Regions from separate parts of the Mus musculus genome. Here region 1 is linked to region 2. Evidence: chromatin contacts called from public Hi-C data. All regions are on one chromosome and are shown on one strand. Each heading gives the region's core, a stretch centred on a gene start, on an enhancer-like site or on the middle of the called end of the contact. The rest is flanking DNA. Distances are from core to core; before and after follow the strand shown.

Region 1 (3,129 bases), core at 110-2,609, 220 kb after region 2:
GGATAGTGTATGTAAAGAAAGGACAGTTAGGGCACCGAGGGATGGTGTATGTAAAGAAAGGACAGTTAGGGCACCGAGGGATAGTGTATGCAAAGAAACAGTGCACTAACATAGGATCATCCACATGGGAGTCACTGGCTGCCTATCATATAATCAAAATTGCCTAAGAGGACAAAATCTAAAATGGTAGTAATGTAAGCAATTATGAGTCATTTTCTTAGGTTTGGAACTGAGAGTGACCTTTTAAAGTAAAATGTTCAAAACGGGAGTAATCAAGAAACCAGCTGATTTGACTAATGATATAAAGGGTGGTCTCATAAAACTCATTTGGAACACATCAAAAAGAAAGAAAAAATTCAAAACTTTTATATTGAAGCCATTCACGGAGAAACTGATATAACCCAGTCATGATGCCAGAGCAGATGCAGACTCTACAGAATTTCATGCGATGTTTGTTCTACTCTCCTAATATGAAAATGAATCATTTAATTATCTCATCATCTCTTTCTGCCACACTAGCAATTAAGAAATTTGGAAACATGAAAATATTTTGTCCTTTTGATTTAAATTCCTATGTATAGGTAGACACAGAAGGGTTCCATTAACTTTGGTGTTTGTTTATTTGTTTGTTTGTTGTTGTTGTTGCTTTTTTTTGTTTTTATCATTTCTGTTTGGCAGCATTCTGCTCTCCTCAGCCACAATGGAACAATAACTTATCTGTATAGATATGTATGTGGAAAAAAAGGATATTACTGAGTTTCCTATAATAAAAGAGGCACAGTTTGAATTCAATGTTTAGTAAGGAAGTACGATGAGAAATACAAATTTAACATACTAAATTGGAAAAAAAAATCTGATGTACATATATAGACTGTGTCAAGGAAGACATACTGACTGCACCTTCTAGACTAGAGCCCACACTGAAAATTAACTTATTAAAAATGATAACTTATTGTTACTTTTAACTATTTTATTTATCTCACTAAAGAGTATTTACCTTGTAAAAACCTCATTTCTCTCCACTATCACCCTCTAATCAGATCACTCTTTTAAAGAAGCAATATCTTCTTTTATCCTCATGGGATAATCTGCCTTGATTCAACTCTTTATCTTTGTGCCTTCCATTGCTTTCCTTGTCTCAGTCTCCATTTCTGTAAGTTTTCTTTCCTTTTTTTTTTCAATTTCAACTTGCCTTTATGGCATAATTGCTGGGCGTCACTTATCTCGTGCCTGGAGAAGCATGCCCTTATCAATACTCTTAGCTCTGCATCCCTCAACCTGCCTTCAACTTCAGTTGCTCAGCTACATCTAATCGCACCTTAACACTCCCAACTGCCTGCTTCTTATCTCACTTCTTATTGGTGACTCACCTCAAAAGTACAGAAAATTCTCCCTAGCAGATTGGGTTTAGAGAGGACCATAGGATCTGGTGTCAGCTCTAGGGAAAGTATTTGATTGAGGCGTCTACTGCAGGTTGAGCTGTACTGACCATTCTTACCGGAATCTATCATTTCCTGATTCCTTGAGACACACTAAATAGCTGCCTGCCTTCCCAGAAAGGAAGAAGAAAGGGAAATGGGCTCCGCTTTCCACTTGATTCTATTTATATTCCCAAGGCTGAACCTATCTTCCAGCCCACTATGTAGTTCAAGCACTGAGTTTTTCTAGAAGACAACGTTTTTGGGTCAGAGGTTGAATTGGTTGTAAGGAATTGAGCCAGGAGGTATAACAGGCAAACACAAACTCACACAATCTCCTATTTTCAACTCCCGAGTTTTACTTTGGCTTCTTTAATAATTTACATTCTCAGGAGCTGTGAAAGCATTCTCTTTCTTGTCAGCCATGCCCCCTGCAGGCATTTTGTTATAAATCAACAGAGAAAGAATGCTCTGTTTCTGTTCTGTTCAATTTGCTGTGACCTTGTGTGTGTGTGTGTGTGTGTGGGGGGGGGGGGGGTTGTATGCACTGAGTGCTGTGTTTAGTGAGTTTTTCACAGGGGAACTAGGTGGTATGGGTCAATATGATTCCAGTATTCCTTTGTCCTCAGGATGTTTCCATCTTTAAGAAACATGTGTGTGCAGTTTCTAAACACACCATCCGTGTAACATTCAGGAATAAATCTAAGTTTCTTTTATGTGTGTATCGCATATAATCATGGGCTTTGTGTGCATTTATTAATGGTTCTGTAAGCTAAGCACTTTGCTGTGCACAAAGATCTAAAATTCAATCCGCCCTATATCAAAATCTAAGAGCAGGGGCCAATAGGATAGGTTAGTAGCTAAAAGGACTTGTTGAACCAGCTGAAGATGCAAGTCTGACCCCTGGAACTCTGGGGTTAAAAGAAGAGAACCCACTCAAACCTTCTAATATGCACAGTGGCATGCACATACCCACAGTGGTACACTATATCATACAAAAACATACAACAATAATAAAGATTATCTAATGGTAACTATGAATGAAGTTTGGAAATAATTGCATAATCATGTTTGAAATGGCTTACAAAGTTTGTCATATTGCTATTATAAACATTTTTTTATTTAACACTTCCTCCTATAGTTAAAAAAATACTACTGATTAAATACTCAATTTAGCTGGGTTTCACTATAAACTTAAAACTTTTACATCATAACAAATTATTTAATTTGAAAACTATAATTCAGTTATACTTTCACAGTAAGGAAATGAATAATTACTAATTTTAAAGAGTGGTTTGTATTACTCAAGTGTATCATATTTTTGCTGAGAACAAATAAGCATAGACCTCAAAGAATTTCCTTCAGAAGTGAAAGGGTCCATTTAGGAAGTGAAAACCCACAAAGCTCTAATGGAATTTAAACATAGAAGAGACTCTTCCCTCCTATACTATCTTTAACGGGGACAAGGCTTTTTTTATGAAGTTAAAAGGCTTCAATAAATTCCCACAGGAAGCCAGCAGAAGGACAAAGTCATAACCGGAAGCTCCCTGCTTTATTTCTTGCTTGATTTTTTTGTAATAATGCTATATTTAACATGCTCTCCCTGCAACTTGATTCTTAGAGTAGTACGTGTCATTTTGAGTTTTAATACTGTAGGCAGTATCAGCAGAGTAAAAGATCTACCTGAATTCACTGGTGATTTTCATATTAA
Region 2 (2,794 bases), core at 238-2,737:
TCTCTTGGAGAATTAATTATTGCTTAAATGTTTTATATAACTGTTATTCTCACTGGCATGGTTTCTCTTTAACTTAAACTTTTCACTCAGAAATGCATATTTTAAATTTTCACCAATGAATACATATTTTAACTTAGAGATTAAGTCAGTAAATCAATACGTTTTCATCAACCTCCACTCTCTCATCCTAGAACTTTCAGGACATTTTCATTTGGTAAATAGAGGAAATAAAAGTGGAAACTTATTAGACCATAAATTATGAGGTTTTCTGTAATTCTGGCCCTTGGGACAAATATAGTAAAATATGCACCTAGGACAAATTTGGAATGTTCACAGAGCACTGAGGAATAATGGGTATGGCTTTAAGGAAGATGGACATGAAAATCAGTTCTGAACTTTTCTCAACAACACACTACCAGATGCCCACATATCTGCCCAATATCATTACGTCAACTTACATTTGTAAAACAAGATCTGCATTAGGGTACCAATCTTCATGATGACATTCTTCAGAAACAAGTGAAATCGTTTTGCCATGAAATAAGCATGGTTGTAAGTAGTACTTTGCAGCCTAGGTCTGATTATGTCTGTTTGCCAAGGGGAGCCAGTGAGAGGAAAGCTGGTGTTGTTGTTTTTGTTTGGCTTTATTTTCACATTGCTAATAATTTCAAAATTGCTAAATGCCCATGAAAATTTTTGCTAAAATTTTTGAGAAGCAAATTTTGCATTCATTGAGATAGTTAAAATACTTTAGAGTCACTCATATTATTTTTCAGTATTTCATAAATGCACATGTTGAAATTATAATAATACATAATGTATCATTCTATATAGGTTATAATAAGAAATGCCCATTTCAATTCAAATCAGAATAATAGGCTCTTGAATAATGAGCATGGCCAATTTAAAATGACCTTTATAGAAAATGATTTTAGGTAATCAATAGTAATTTGGGAAAATAATTCCATTTATGCCTCTCACAAGAAAATGTTCATGTTAGCCTTTATTATTTTGGCTTGCTGTAGTTACCAAGGAAATAATGTGAAAAGAATATATTTTCTTCGACAAAATGTATAATTATTGAAATTGCTGTAATTGTATTTATCATTTTAGTCTTTGGGCTTGTTTCAAAGGTAAGTAAACTGGACAAAAATATATAATTAAAACCACATAATTGTATATATGTAGGTGTTTTAATTTAAATTTTTTAAATAACACCTACTTTATGATTTTTATTGTTCTGCATCTTTTATGTATTTTAGATCCTTTCAAACCATATTAGAATTATAGAATAAACATAAATCTCATTTTAAGACATTAGAAAGTTCAAACAAGTAGTTTCAATATTTTTAATTCTCCTAGGAGGGTGTTACAGTGAAGCAACACCAGCCTGACCTATACCATCCCAATGAATGCCTCCAGATCCTGAACAGCTAGATGTTGGTCACCTAACAGTCAAAGTCACTCTCATTTCCTGTGGCTAAAGTTGCTCTGCCTGTGAGAGACTTGAATTATTAAGGAAAGCATGAATCTGCAAAGGAAACACTGATGGGTGAGAGAATAATCCAAGTGCAATAAAGAGCAAGATGGGAATGAGAAGAAGAAGGAATAGAGAGAAAATAAAATATTCAAGGAAAGTATATTAATCTCACTCTATTACTGGTTTCACTAATCCTTCAAATCATTTTCGTGATAATACTGAAATTGATTGAAAATGCTTATAAGACAGAGTTTAATAAAATTTATTAGGAAAGGAGATTCAAGCAAGAGAAAACAACGTTAAAATGATTTTTCTTTATATTCCAGAATAATTCCAGTCAATTCAGTGGAAATTCAATTCCCTGGTGAGGCCAGAGCTGCCTAACAGCATTAAACAAAGGAGCCTGAAAGTAAGTGGTTGGTCTATTACTTAAAAAAGGGGGAGGAGGGGACCAGGTGGGTGAGCAGGAGGCAGGCATTCATTCTTTGCTCGATCTCTCTTTATGGTTCTGTGAAATCAGCATCAAGTCCAGTGACATGACATATGCAGAGCTACTGCTTGCTGGCATTGACTGGTCCCTAGGCATGCTGAGTTAATCTCAAAATGTCCGTCCACTACCCTTTCACCATAGCAACAAAGTATTCTATTTTGATAAGTGGGTAGTCATGCACTAAATCTATTGCCCAGTTTCTCACATTTTAGTTATGTCCATTGCCATTTGATTTCAGCTTTCAACAGCTGGTTTTACCTATGTTTCCATATCTGTTTTTTCTTTCTTTTTCTCTTTCTTTTTCTCTTTCTTTTTCTCTTTCTTTTTCTCTTTCTTTTTCTCTTTCTTTTTCTCTTTCTTTCTTTCTTTCTTTCTTTCTTTCTTTCCTTCCTTCCTTCCTTCCTTCTTTCTTTCTTTCTTTCTTTCTTTCTTTCTTTCTTTCTATCTAGTAAAGAATGTTATGTGCATAATTCTTCTGCTTAAAAAGATGTATAGAAAATTATCTGAAAAGTTTACTGAGAATCTAAGGTCAGAGGAACTTGGAAATGTCTCATTCTGTTTTGGCCAGCATTTATTTGCTTTTCATTTTTAGTGAAAAGTTCCTTTGTGATTTTCATATTTACAATTTAGTAGTCACATTCAAAATTGTGACTCCTTTCAAGCTCAGAAACTCAATGTCATCGCTCAGAGCTGTTTGAAAGACGGTAACAGAACACACAGATTAATTGTCAGTACAACAGGCAAAATATGAAAACGAGAAGAATAAATGTTTTTGTGCAAATCATTCACTTGAGTTGTGTTTTATTCTTATAATTTGATGTGTA

The links. A called contact is a pair of places that touch in the nucleus more often than the background predicts.
Region 1: a contact with region 2 is called in a Hi-C map of the G1E-ER4 cell line, with 8 times the contacts expected there. The contact joins two enhancer-like sites. A contact is called at or near these places in 1 of 15 datasets of contacts at CTCF or cohesin (the G1E-ER4 cell line) and 4 of 484 Hi-C or Micro-C datasets (the AML12 cell line and the G1E-ER4 cell line).

The regions. Positions count from the first base shown.
Region 1 is chr3:125,269,577-125,272,705 of GRCm38.p6, forward strand. No RefSeq gene overlaps it. Among named protein-coding and RNA genes, the nearest start is that of Ndst4, 130 kb to the right of the region's middle. Within about 2 kb of position 1,360, at least 14 of the 459 cell types and tissues checked have an H3K27ac peak or open chromatin away from gene starts, as enhancers often do. A contact at or near this core is called in the G1E-ER4 cell line, where this site is marked.
Region 2 is chr3:125,051,099-125,053,892 of GRCm38.p6, forward strand. No RefSeq gene overlaps it. Among named protein-coding and RNA genes, the nearest start is that of Ndst4, 350 kb to the right of the region's middle. Within about 2 kb of position 1,488, at least 1 of the 459 cell types and tissues checked has an H3K27ac peak or open chromatin away from gene starts, as enhancers often do. A contact at or near this core is called in the G1E-ER4 cell line, where this site is marked.